Linked DNA regions of Sus scrofa: region 1 is linked to region 2. Evidence: chromatin contacts called from public Hi-C data. All regions are on one chromosome and are shown on one strand. The core of a region is the stretch at or near the end of the contact, and the rest is flanking DNA. Distances in the headings are between cores, read along the strand shown. Region 1 holds the start of INIP (INTS3 and NABP interacting protein). Region 2 holds the start of KIAA1958.

What was found. A called contact is a pair of places that touch in the nucleus more often than the background predicts.
Region 1: a Hi-C map of embryonic fibroblasts shows a contact between it and region 2, with 3 times the contacts expected there. The contact joins the promoter of INIP here to the promoter of KIAA1958 in region 2. A contact is called at or near these places in 3 of 5 promoter capture datasets (fetal liver, fetal skeletal muscle and liver) and 2 of 47 Hi-C or Micro-C datasets (embryonic fibroblasts and fetal skeletal muscle).

What each region holds. Positions count from the first base shown.
Region 1 is chr1:253,390,308-253,396,593 of Sscrofa11.1, forward strand. It overlaps INIP (INTS3 and NABP interacting protein), which reads right to left and starts at 3,544. Exons shown (of 5, transcript NM_001244886.1): 1 at 3,412-3,544; 2 at 2,290-2,370. The coding sequence starts at 2,314.
Region 2 is chr1:253,199,571-253,205,357 of Sscrofa11.1, forward strand. KIAA1958 reads left to right here and starts at 2,810. Exons shown (of 5, transcript XM_013993763.2): 1 at 2,810-3,077.

The sequences.
Region 1 (6,286 bases), core at 2,294-4,793, 190 kb after region 2:
AACAACAACAACAACAAAAAGACAAAAGACAAAAAAAAAAAAAAAAAAAAAAAAACCAAATTTTTCAAAATTGAGCAAAGGGCTTGAATAAACATTTCTCAAAGGAAGATTTACAATGGCTAATAAACACACTCAAAAAAGTGCTCCACATTTGTCATCCAGGAAAGGCAAGTTAATACTACAATAAGATGTCACTTTACAGCTTCTAAAATGGCTAAAATTGAAAAGACCAACAATGCTATATATGGAGCAACCAAAATCCTCACACATGCTAGAAGGATTTGCAACCACTTTGGGGAAAGATTTGGCAGTTTTTCACAAAGTTAACTATAAACTCAGCTGCTCCATTCCTAGATATTTATGCAAATATCTGCAAAAAGACTTACAAATGAATATTCATTTATTCACAATGGCCAAAACTGATATAACCCCAAACCTTCCAAAAAGGAGGATATAAATAAGTAAATTGTGGTAAATTCATAAAATGGAATACTAGTCTCCAATAAAAAGCTATGTTTGTGGGGTTTTTTGGCTTCACTTGCAGCATATAGAAGTTCCCAGGCCAGGGATGGAACCCATGCCACAACAGTGACAATTCCAGATCCTTAACCCACTGGGCCACCAGGTAACTCCAAGAATGACCTACTGATACACAGTACAACATGGATTCTTCTCACAGACAGTACAGTGAGTATGAGAAGCTGGATACAAATACACACTATGATTCCATTTATATGAAGCTTAAGATAAAACAAAACTAAGATTAATTTAAAAACACGATGGGTCAAATAGTTTTTTTGTTTGTTTTTGGCTGTGCCTATAGAATACAAAAGCTTCTGGGTCAGGGATTGAACCCGTGCCATAGCAGTGACTCAAGCGCTGCAGTGACAATGCTCAATCCTTAACCCAATGCACCACAAAAAACTCCAATTTACCTTTCCCTTGATAACGTTCTCTGAATCCTGGGCCAAAAGGGAATTCCCAAATAAGAGTTTAGACTTGATACAAAAAGGAAAGACAAGTTTGCTTCAAGTTTCTAAGCAGCAAACAACTTACAAAGTGGAATTTAATACTTTCTAGAGATGTAATTTTACTTTTTAAAACTGTTTTTAAATAAAAACGTCTTATTTAGAATATTTCTAATCTTATTTTATTTATTTATTTATTTTTTTGCTTTTTAGGGCTGCACCCGTGGCATATGGAGGTTCCCAGGCTAGGGGTCTAATGGGAGCTACAGCTGCCAGCCTACACCACTGCCACACCAGATCCAAGCCACGTCTGCAACCTACACCACAGCTCACAGCAACTCTGGATCCTTAACCCACTGAGCGAGGCCAGGGATCGAACCCAAAACCTCATGGTTCCCAGTCAGATTTGTTTCCGCTGTACCAGATGGGAACTCCTAATTTGATTTACTTTGGAGAGCTCTTAACATAGATGAAATGTGTATGAAAGTTTTTAGAGCAAATGAAGATGAAGGCATGGATATTGCCTAGTGGTAACTTCTTGAAAAAGGGTTCTGGAGTTCCCATCGTGGCGCAGTGGTTAACGAATCCGACTAGGAACCATGAGGTTGCGGGTTCGGTCCCTGCCCTTGCTCAGTGGGTTACCGATCCGGCGTTACCGTGAGCTGTGGTGTAGGTTGCAGACTCGGCTCGGATCCCTTGTTGCTGTGGCTCTGGCGTAGGCCGGTGGCTACAGCTCCGATTCGACCCCTAGCCTGGGAAACCTCCACATGCCGCAGAGGCGGCCCAAAAAATAGCAAAAAAAAAAAAAAGAAAAGAAAAAGGGTTCTGAGAGTTCCCGTTGTAGCTCAGCAATAATGAACCCAACTAATATCTATGAGACTGCATGTTCCATCCCTGGGCTCGTTCTGTGGGTTAAGGATCCAGCATTGCTGTGGCTGTGGCGTAGGTCGGCAGCTATAGCTCTGATTCAGCCCCCAGCCTGGGAACTTCCAAAGGCCTTGGGTGCAGCCCTAAAAAGACAGGGGGAAAAAAATGGAGGGGGGGGGGGTTCTGATCTCAAGTAAAAGAGCAAGAAAACACAGATGTCAGAGGAGGACCTAGGTTTACAAAATGTGAATGATCTTAACCAGATTAAAAGGTAAGATTTATAGCTATTAAGGATGTTATATATTGGACTTGCTTGGTTGGACTTGCTTCAAATATGGGGGTTTTACTTTGCTATTCATTTTTTATTCTGGCTTCAGCATGCTAAGTTTTCTATCAAAATACTTTACTACACGGGGAAAAAAGTTCCTAGGAATAAATTCCAGGACGCATTTACCTTGACCTGAAGAGTTTGCTGCCATCTTCCTATTCTGTTTCAACTATGTTCAGTGGCAATGGGTCAGCACTTTACAATCACCTATAAGAAATGTGTACACACATATCTTCATCTCTTCGGAAGCATACATCTGAAAGGCACACAGACTTAAATCAAGCCCCTCAAGTTATTAGAGCATGAAGGTTAAATGTTTATTCTTGCAGATGTTGACACCAACATTTAGCATTAGTCTTTAATTACATAATTAGGCTGTGCTTGTCAAATACTACCAAATGTATTAACTAATTGAGAGCATCAATATGATCACAGAGATGGGAAGAAAAATCACGCATCTAGGATGCCTCTCCAGCCACTTAAAAAACCGTACCTAGCAACTACTGACAGCTAAAAATAAAACGAGTCGAATATTTATCGAGTACATATTCTGCACCATACACTGTGTAAGATGAGTGAAATCAGTTATTTCATTTATCACCACTTTATAGATGGGGAAATCGTGCCTAAGGTCACAAAGCTAGTGAGAATACTTTGGGCTGTTGAGTTTCCAAACTTTGTGTTTTTGTATCGGGCCTTGGAGAGAACTCAAAAGAGCAAGACCCTAATTCCTGCCCTCAAGAAACATATAATTCGGTGGGAAAACAACCATACTAACGAAGTTTAACAAACGCGCTCTTGTAAACAGCGCTCTGCAAGCGCAGAGGCACTGATTCTCCCGGCTTGGCGAAGGATGCCCTCAGGGGTCTTTGGGAAAATCCAAGCGCTAGCAAACATTTTTTTCGTTTTGAACGAAATAATACTAAGTGTCTCCTGCGGCGAAGGAACACAGGGCGAGCGAAGCCTGATTTGAACGGGAAGGACAAGAGGGCCATCTTCGTCAAGCAGAGATGGGACCGGGCTGGACCTGCGTCTCAAAAGGGTGCCCTGGGGCGTGGTGGAGGGCAGGCCGGGCAGGAGCTGCGGCAGAGACCAAAGAGCGGAGAAGGAGTGAGAAACGCTGGGAGTGAGAAATGCTGGGAGCAGGGTTGGCGGAGGCCACTGCCCGGTGGCAAGGGACGGCTGCAGCGGGTCAGCGCCGGGGCCACGTGCTCTGCTCCCCCGGCGCCGCCAGATGGTCCTACTTACCGGGAGGCGAGAGAGCCCCGGGCTGCCTCAGTCGGGGTGCGTTCTCCAAGGGGACGCGACTTGAAGAACCGCAAACAGAGCTCAACGTGCCGTTCTACAACCTTCCCGCCCCCGCTGCGCTTCCGCCTCTCGATGACTTACCGGGGAGGGAGCGGAAGTTCCGCCTCCCGGCTGAACCCGGGGGCCGCTGCTCACTGCGATTCGTACTCTAACTGCCGCCTCCTGCAGACGCCACTTCCCTTCCAAGAGTGGCAGGTGGAGAGGCTCTTGGAACACGCAGGCCGCACCAGCGGGGGCGGGGCCGGCCGGGGCGGGGCCCGAGCGGGGCGGGGCGCAGGGACGCCTCCTACGGGCTCCGCTGGGCAGGGGCGGGGCAGAGACCGCCGGGTCCCTAGCACCGCGAGCGGCCCATTCATCTGGGAGCGGCGGGGGCGAAAAGCCACCCAGCACTAAAGGCCTAGCTCCCCTTGGGATTCGGAGAGCAAGTCTTCATAGGCTAGACTCGCTTCCCAGCTTTAACAACCTTCTCAGGTTGAGCGTCTATATACGCAAATCCCAGGCATATTTTTCTTTTGTAGTTTACATAATTATACATGAGAAAAGCAATAAACTTGTGGAAACTTTTACTACTGTGCAATAGTCTGTATTTAAGAAATGGGTATGCCACATCTCAGAACACGAAGTCGTTCCTAGTGGGATCACCTGTCGGCCTGATTCCAGCACAATAGATATACTTCTCTGCATTGAATAGTAACCTCGTGTGGATGTGTGTCACCTGTTCTGGGTCGTTAACCATCTTAACATCGCCATCTTTTCTAGAATTTGAGCATATGTTCTTAATAACTGATGTTTGCTTAATAATATGTTTATGGTGCCCAATTTTGTTGTGCATGGATCCATGACTGAAATTTGAACTACCAAGCATTTATTAAGTGCCTGTGCATGCTAGGTGCTTCCTGGGCATCAGCTCTGGTCCTGTCACTCCCTGATTTATGTATGACTTACATTCACTCCTATATTTATATGTGATTTATTTATATATTTCTTTCTTTATTACTTATACATCAGACTCAGAAATGTTCAGTTACTTTATGTCAAGTAGCTAGCTGAATTTCAATGACTAAAGGTCTGTCATATGGGAAAGCCCCGGTTCTTAAATCTCACACATTGTCTCTGCTCTGCAGGAAGGAACTCCTCTGAGACCAGATCCGAGAGCTCAGTAGTCTGCTGACTTCTTTAATCTAGATGTAAAATGAGCATTTTGGTAGTTGGCCGGGACCCCTTTTCAGCTAAGAGAACTTTTTGAGATCTGGACTGGCTAAAATGATGACTGGAACATATGTTGCTGACAGAACGTTAAGAGAATTTTTTGTTTTTATGTTGTCAATACAGAAATTAGGGCATAAGAAAACTCCAGTCTAAGTCCCAAGAATTGAACAGTTCAGAACAGACATTCTGAACAAATTTCTTTAAGGTGAAAAAAAGAGTTCTACCCCCCAGAACACCATTTTGTAATTTCATAATAGATTCAGCCTCACAGGATTCGGAAAACATTATCAAGAGAAAGGTAAATTGGAGTTCCTTGGTGGGGCAGTGGGTTAAGGATCTAGCACTGTCACTGCTCTAGTTTGAGTTGCTGCTGTGGTGCATGGGTTTGACCCCTGGCCCAGGAACTTCTGCATGTTGCTGGCAAGGCCAAAGAGAGAGAGAGAGGGAGAGAAAGGTAAGCTTACCTTGCTGCTGATTATTTTTTTCCTTTATTTGGTAACTATCAGTCCTTGAACCCTTTCATCTTCTTGAGTGTTTTTTGCATTTCAGTCTCACAAGTATCTTAATATATTGGTTAATAGTGAGTCAATTGCTGGAGTTCCCATTGTGGCTCTGCAAAAATGAACCTGACTAGTATCCATGAAGACACTGGCTTGATCCCTGGCCTTGTTCAGTGGGTTAAGGATCTGAGATTACTGTGAGCTGTGGGGTATGTAGGTCGAAGATGTGGCTCGGATCCTGTGTTGCTGTGGCTGTGGTGTAGGTCGGCAGCTGCAGCTCTGATTCAACCCCTAGCCTGGGAACCTTCATATGCCTCAAGTGCAACCCTGAAAAAAAAAAAAAAAAGTGGGTCAATTCGCTTGAGTTCAAATCCCAGGTCTGATATGTAATGATTGTGAGCCCTTCAGTTCTATCATCTATAAAAAGGAAATAAAAATAAACGACTGACCACTTCACATCCATTAGATGGCTACTATTAACCCCCCTGCCAAAAAAAAAAAAAAAAAACCCGGAAAATAAAATAACAAGTGTTGGCAGAGAAATTGGAACCCTTGTGCAGTGTTGGTGGAAATGCAAAATGATAAAGCCACTAGTTGAAAAGTTTAATGGTTACTAAAAAAAAAAATAGGTTTGGGGGGGTTATACACAAAAAACTGAAAGCAGGGTCTCAAAAAGATACATAACCACCTGTTTCCTAGCCGCACTATTCACAATAGCTAGGAGATGAAAGTGACCCACGTATCCACAAACACAGGAACGTTAAGCAAAATGAATCATATGTTTTCATAGTAAACAATGTATTATTATTCACCATTTAAAAGAAGGAAATTCTGATATATGCTACAGTATGCATGACCTTGAGGACACTATACTAAGTGAAATAAGCCAGTCACAAAAGGACAAATACTGTGTGATTCCAGTCACATGAAGTACTTAGAAGAGTCAAAAATCACGGAGACAGAAAGGAGAATGGTGGTTGCCGGGGGCTGGAGGGCAGGGACAATGAAGGGTTGTTATTTAATGGGTGTAGAGTTTCAGTTTCGTAAAATGAAGAGTCCTGGAGAGAAATAGTGGTGATGGGGGTAATTACGAAAGATCTGTGTTT
Region 2 (5,787 bases), core at 1,560-4,059:
TGATTCTACCTCTAGCTTGGGAACCTCCATATGCCGGGGGTGCAGCCCTAAGAAGACCAAAAAAAAAAAAAAAAAAAAAAAAAATTTGTGGGGTAGTGAGTTTGTTCAGCAAGCTCACATCATTTAAAAAAACCGGGAGTTCCCGTTGTGGCGCAGTGGTTAACGAATCCGACTAGGAACCATGGGGTTGCGGGTTCCGTCCCTGCCCTTGCTCAGTGGGTTAGCGATCCGGCGTTGCCGTGAGCTGTGGTGTAGGTTGCAGACGCGGCTCGGATCCCTTGTTGCTGTGGCTCTGGCGTAGGCCGGTGGCTACAGCTCCGATTCAACCCCTAGCCTGGGAACCTCCACGTGCCGCGGAGGCGGCCCAAGAAATAGCAACAACAACAACAACAACAACAACAACAACAAACCCATCAAGGAGTTCCTGTCGTGGTGCAGTGGAAACGAATCCACCTAGGAACCATGAGGTTGCAGATTCGATCTCTGGCCTCACTCAGTGGGTTAAGGATCGGGCATTGCTGTGAGCTGTGCTGTAGGTCAGCGGCTACAGCTCCGATTAGACCCCTAGCCTGGAAACCTCCACATGCCAAGGGTGTGGCCCTAAAAAGACAAAAGACCAAAAATAAATAGATAAATCAACTGTACTTAAAAAAATTAAAATAAAAAACTCATCAAGATGGAAATATCCTTTAAACAGATGGGATTGCATTAGAAAAGTTAACTGTAGTAACAAATAAGTAATATAAAATCTATCCTTTTTACCTTTTTTTTTTTTTTTTTTCCTATTTCTTGGGCCGATCCCGCGGCATATGGAGTTTCCCAGGCTAGGGGTCTAATCGGAGCCGTAGCCACCAGCCTACGCCAGAGCCACAGCAACGCGGGATCCGAGCCGCGTCTGCAACCTACACCACAGCTCACGGCAACACCGGATCCTTAACTCACTGAGCAAGGGCAGGGACCGAACCCGCAACCTCATGGTTCCTAGTCGGATTCGTTAACCACTGTGCCACGACGGGAACTCTCTTTTTTACCATTTTTAAGTGTACAGTTCAGTGATTGTTGCCTAACAGATCTCTAGAGCTTTTTCATCTTGCAAAACTAAAACATTATACTCGTGGAAAAACAACGCTCCATGTTTCCCTTCTCAGTCCCTGGCAACCAACCACCACAGTACCTTTCTGGTTCCATGATTTTGACAACTCTAGTTACCTTATATAAGTGGAATACAGTGTTTGTCCTTTTGTTGACTGGTTTATTTCACTTGACATAATGCCCTCAAGGTTTATCTTTGTTGTAGCATGTGACAGGATTTTTAAGACTGAATAATAGTCTACTGTATGTATATGCCACATTTTGTTTATCCATTCATCCATTCATGGATATTTGGGCTTCTTCCACTTCTAGGCTATTGTGAATAATGCTACAGTGAACATGGGTACGCAAATGTTTCTTCAAGTTGTTGCTTCAAATTCTTTTGGATATATACTCAGAGGTGGGATTTCTGGATCAGAAAGTAATTATGTTTTTAGTTTTTTGAGGAACCTCCAGTGTTTTCCATGTTGGCTGCACCATTCTATATTTCCACCATTTTATATTGGGCACAGGGTTCCAATTTCTCCGCAGGATTATTACATATTGGAAACATGCGGCAATTACCTGGGTGGTTGTTTTGGACACATTATTTTATCAAAAATGTTTACAGATTTTTAAATTCAGCCTAGACCAGCAGTGTTGACAAAGATCTTAGGAATCCCTTCTCCTTTGTTTGAAAGTTAGTCATAGTCTTCTTCTCAGTCATATTCTCTCCCTTCACCAGAGTAGAAGGGATTGAGGTTTCTGTGTCACAGGTGGAGGGAGGACAAGATGTGAGCACCACATATGGCTAATCAGCTATGATTGAAATGTTATCTATTACCATTATTATTATTTTGGAGCTGCTCAGTGCTTTAAGTAGAAAGGAAATTAAGAGCACAGAGCCAGACTGCCGGGGATGAATCTGAGTTCCTCGCATAGCTACCTATGTGATCTTGGGCAGATTTTTCTGTGCCTCAGTTTTCTCATCTATAAAATGGCAATGTTAACTATACCCACTTCACAGAGTTCTAAGGATTAAGTAAATTAACAATGTAAGTGATAGGAAAGTGTTTGCTAGATAAAGGTGGAGGGCGCCTGGTAGCATGTATTAGGTCCAGCCTTACCTCCGTTTTGCAGAGCCCGCACAACTGTACGCTTCCCCGGTCTTAGTGTGTTTTAGGTGTTATTCAGTGGTCCGGTTCCCTCCATGGGGTGAGTGCCTGTGTTGTTAGAAACTTCCACCAGGCAGCGGTGATTGTAGGTTGCTCGTCTGTCGATCAGAAGTGTTCCAGCACATGCCTGGGTATGACTCCACTTAGTGCATTGAAACAGGTGTCACACACCTGACGACGGAATGTTTCGCAAGGTCTGCTGCCGGGGTTGAGGTAGAGCTGTATGGAACTGCAAGGGGCAGCGGGGACCGCAGGCCCTGGGCTAGTGGAAAGAACGGGTGCTGCCCACTGGAGAACGAAGCAGGGATCTTGGGTCCCACACCTGTCGGGCTGCGGAGACCGGGGTCGCGTGCACACGTGTTTGGCAGGAGGATTGGTCCACACCTCCTCGGGGCAGCGACCACCGCGAGCCGGGTGCGCATCGTGGGAGGTGCAGTTACACACTTCCTGTGGGTTTCGCGGACCACGGCGCGTTTCCGGTGCCGGCTGGAGCCCGGGGTCCGAGCCCCCGCCCCGCTTGCCGGCCCCGCCCCGCCCGCGCCCCGCCCCCCGCCCGCCCGCCGCGCTGCGAGCCGGGCGCGCGGAGCCCGGGGCGCACGAAGCGGCGAGCGCCGGTCGGCCGAGCCAGGCTGGCGCCCCCACCCCCAGACCCGTACCTCTGTCGGTCGCCAGTCCGGCGCCTCCCCAGCTCCACTTGCCTTCGCCACCCCCGGCCCTGCGGCCGCACTCCCTTCCTTCCCTCCGTCCCGCCCCGTCCAGCCCGCGGTGCCCGGCTCCCTGAGGCCCCCTCGCTGCCCGCGTTCCTATGGACAGACGCACAGACACCTGCAGGTGGGTGAGAGCCCGCGCGCGGAGCGGGGACGAGCGCGCCGACGCTGCGCCCGCGGCCGGGAGCCCCTTTGTGTGGGGGGCGGCCCGCGCTGGGGTCCGCGGGTTCTCCCCCTCGGCGGCCTAGCAGTGACCCGGCTGAACCTTCCTTTTGTTCCTCGGGGCGGGCAGAGGCGGGGGTGCCGCGCGGGAAGGCCGAGAGTCAGGGCTGAGAGCTGGGCGGCCAGACGTCGCCAGCTACGGGCTGGGGGACGTGCAGGGTAGAGACCCCCGGCGGCCGAGCGAGCAGCGGCGGGGGGGGCCGCGGCTTTGGACTGTCTCTCGGGCCGGCCCGCCGCCCAGCGTCTCCTGTCGCCGCCGGGGCCGCGGTCGCGGTGGTGCTGCGTGGGTCCCGCTCGCCTGCTCTTGCTCTGGGGTCTGTTGGAGGTGGGAAGGAGGGCGGGAAGGGTAAAGAAAAGATCTGCTCTCTTAGTTTCCAAGTCTTGAAGAGGTTATGGAGAGAGAGAGGGAGAGAGGTGTTTCGGGGCTTTGCCCGACTTGTTTGCCTCCCGCAAGGCACGCCGAGATGCGTTTGGGGCGTGTGTGAAGGAACGTGCATCGCTTCGGTCCCTTATTTATTGTTTCTAACGGAGGAGGGTTTTCTCCGGAGGGCTCTTCCGCCCCCCACCACATCTGAGGCTGCGCACAGTGATTTGTGTTTGTTATCAAATACATCGAGAAATAGATTTCCCTCGGTAGGAGGAGGTTGGGCTGACCAAAAGCAAATCAAAATCGAAGAATGTTTTGTAGTTTTTCTGGTGGCTTGCTTGCTTGGTTGCTTGCTTGGTTAGATAGGGACTTACAGGCAAGAAATAAAAGATAAATATGACTGTGATTTTTACATAAGTATGTAAGTTTAGGGGGTAAAGTTTAGCTGTTTCCCAGACTCCTTAGGATTGACATGACAGTCTTCTACCTATTAAATAAATAGTTAGCAAGAAACTCAGGTAGTGACAGCTTCCACAGTGGAGGTGCAATAAACAATTATCCAGTTTTCCGTTCAGGTTAAAACCTTTATTTTTGCTGGTTTAAGATATGAGATATTTCACGACCTATGGGGAGAACATGAGATGTTAGAACTGATCGTTTCCCCTGTGATTGTGTTTTCCTTGCTATATGTACTTAATGTAGTTTCCATAGTCAACGATTGGGTTGTGTGTGGTGGATATAATGTTTTGAAAAGTACTGTATATGGTATTTCTGATTTATGTTATCTAAGTTTTTCATGAACAGTTGCTACGTATTTGTAGGTACTCAAATAATAAATGAAGTTGAATAGAAGACAGGAAATTAATTTTGCAGCTTAAGGTTTTAACGAAGGTATGGATTTGTATCTTTGCATTAACCTCCACTACTGCTCATTTCTGGAGACTTTTTTTTTTTTGTCTGTTATGTGAGAATCCTTACTGACAAACTTAAATCTGATGGTTGCCAAGATTTAAAAAAAAAAAGAAAGAAACAGTTTAGGGGACACTCAGTTATATGTACAGCTATATTTAGAAAATGGAATCTTTCTTAAATTTTTTTTTAAAGTCTTATTATCCAAACCTGAAGGAAAATCATGGTGGGAAAGTATTTGCAGTTTAAATTGTTGTTGAGTAAGATATAGCAATACATCAGAAAACCATACACAATTTAATGTAGTTTTAACTAGGCAAACTGATTTTTGTTACTATAAAGAGGAGACAGTTTAGTATGCCTAAAATAGTGGGGTTTTTTTTCTGGGAGAGAAATTTATCCTAGATTCTTGTCCTAGTTTTACATTAACAGATTACTATTATTGCATGCCTAATTTTATAAATGCCTGCAGTGAACATTTTTGTACACTTTAATTCAAACTTAGAAGAGGCTGCATCTAACAAAGATCATACCAGCCTCTTTGATTAGTTCCTGCTTTGACTTCTGGTCTAGATTAGATAAATGAATTTAATCTCTGCACAGAGCTCAGTGCCAGGCACTGGTAGGCCCTTGAGCAAAATTCCTCTTCCTTTTCTAGTAAGGATGGCCCAAAGAGAATAGGTATTGAAATTTGTTCAGGCTTTATCATGCATGGTGGAATGGAATTCTGAAACATTCCCAGAATTTCAGCTCTTAGATACTCTTCATCAGCTCTTAGTATTAAAAAAGACAAGCCAACAAATTGAATTGCATGTTTATGTATTTGTTTACATGGCTGTCAGTTGTAGCATTAAGGTTTAACAAAGAGTCACTGTGTAAACTGAACATTAAGAGAGTGTGGCCTGCATTGAGAATTGCTTGGCAGAGTTGTAGCCCTGTTTAATAGTTTTCTGGGATTGGCATGGAGTGTTCATGTGGGTTGGCTAAATGATAATACCTAGTTTTTTGTTTTTGTTTTTTGGCTGTGATATGTAGGTATTATTTTTTGTTTGTTTGTTTTTACTTTTGCTTTTCTATAATTAACCATACTATTTTAGTATAATCATGAGTACTCCAGAGAACCTTTCCTATTTTCAACTGATCTCTCATTTGGTATGTTGGTGTGAGGAAGGCAAATTAGTTTTCCTTTCTCATGGTTGAAATTTTTTTCTGCTACTTTTGATATTATGAAAAATTAATACTACTTCAAGAAGTTTTGAATTTGTGTACAGTTAGATTTTTTACACTGACATTTACCCGTCTCTTTTTTTAAAACAACACTAAGCTGTCTGTAGTG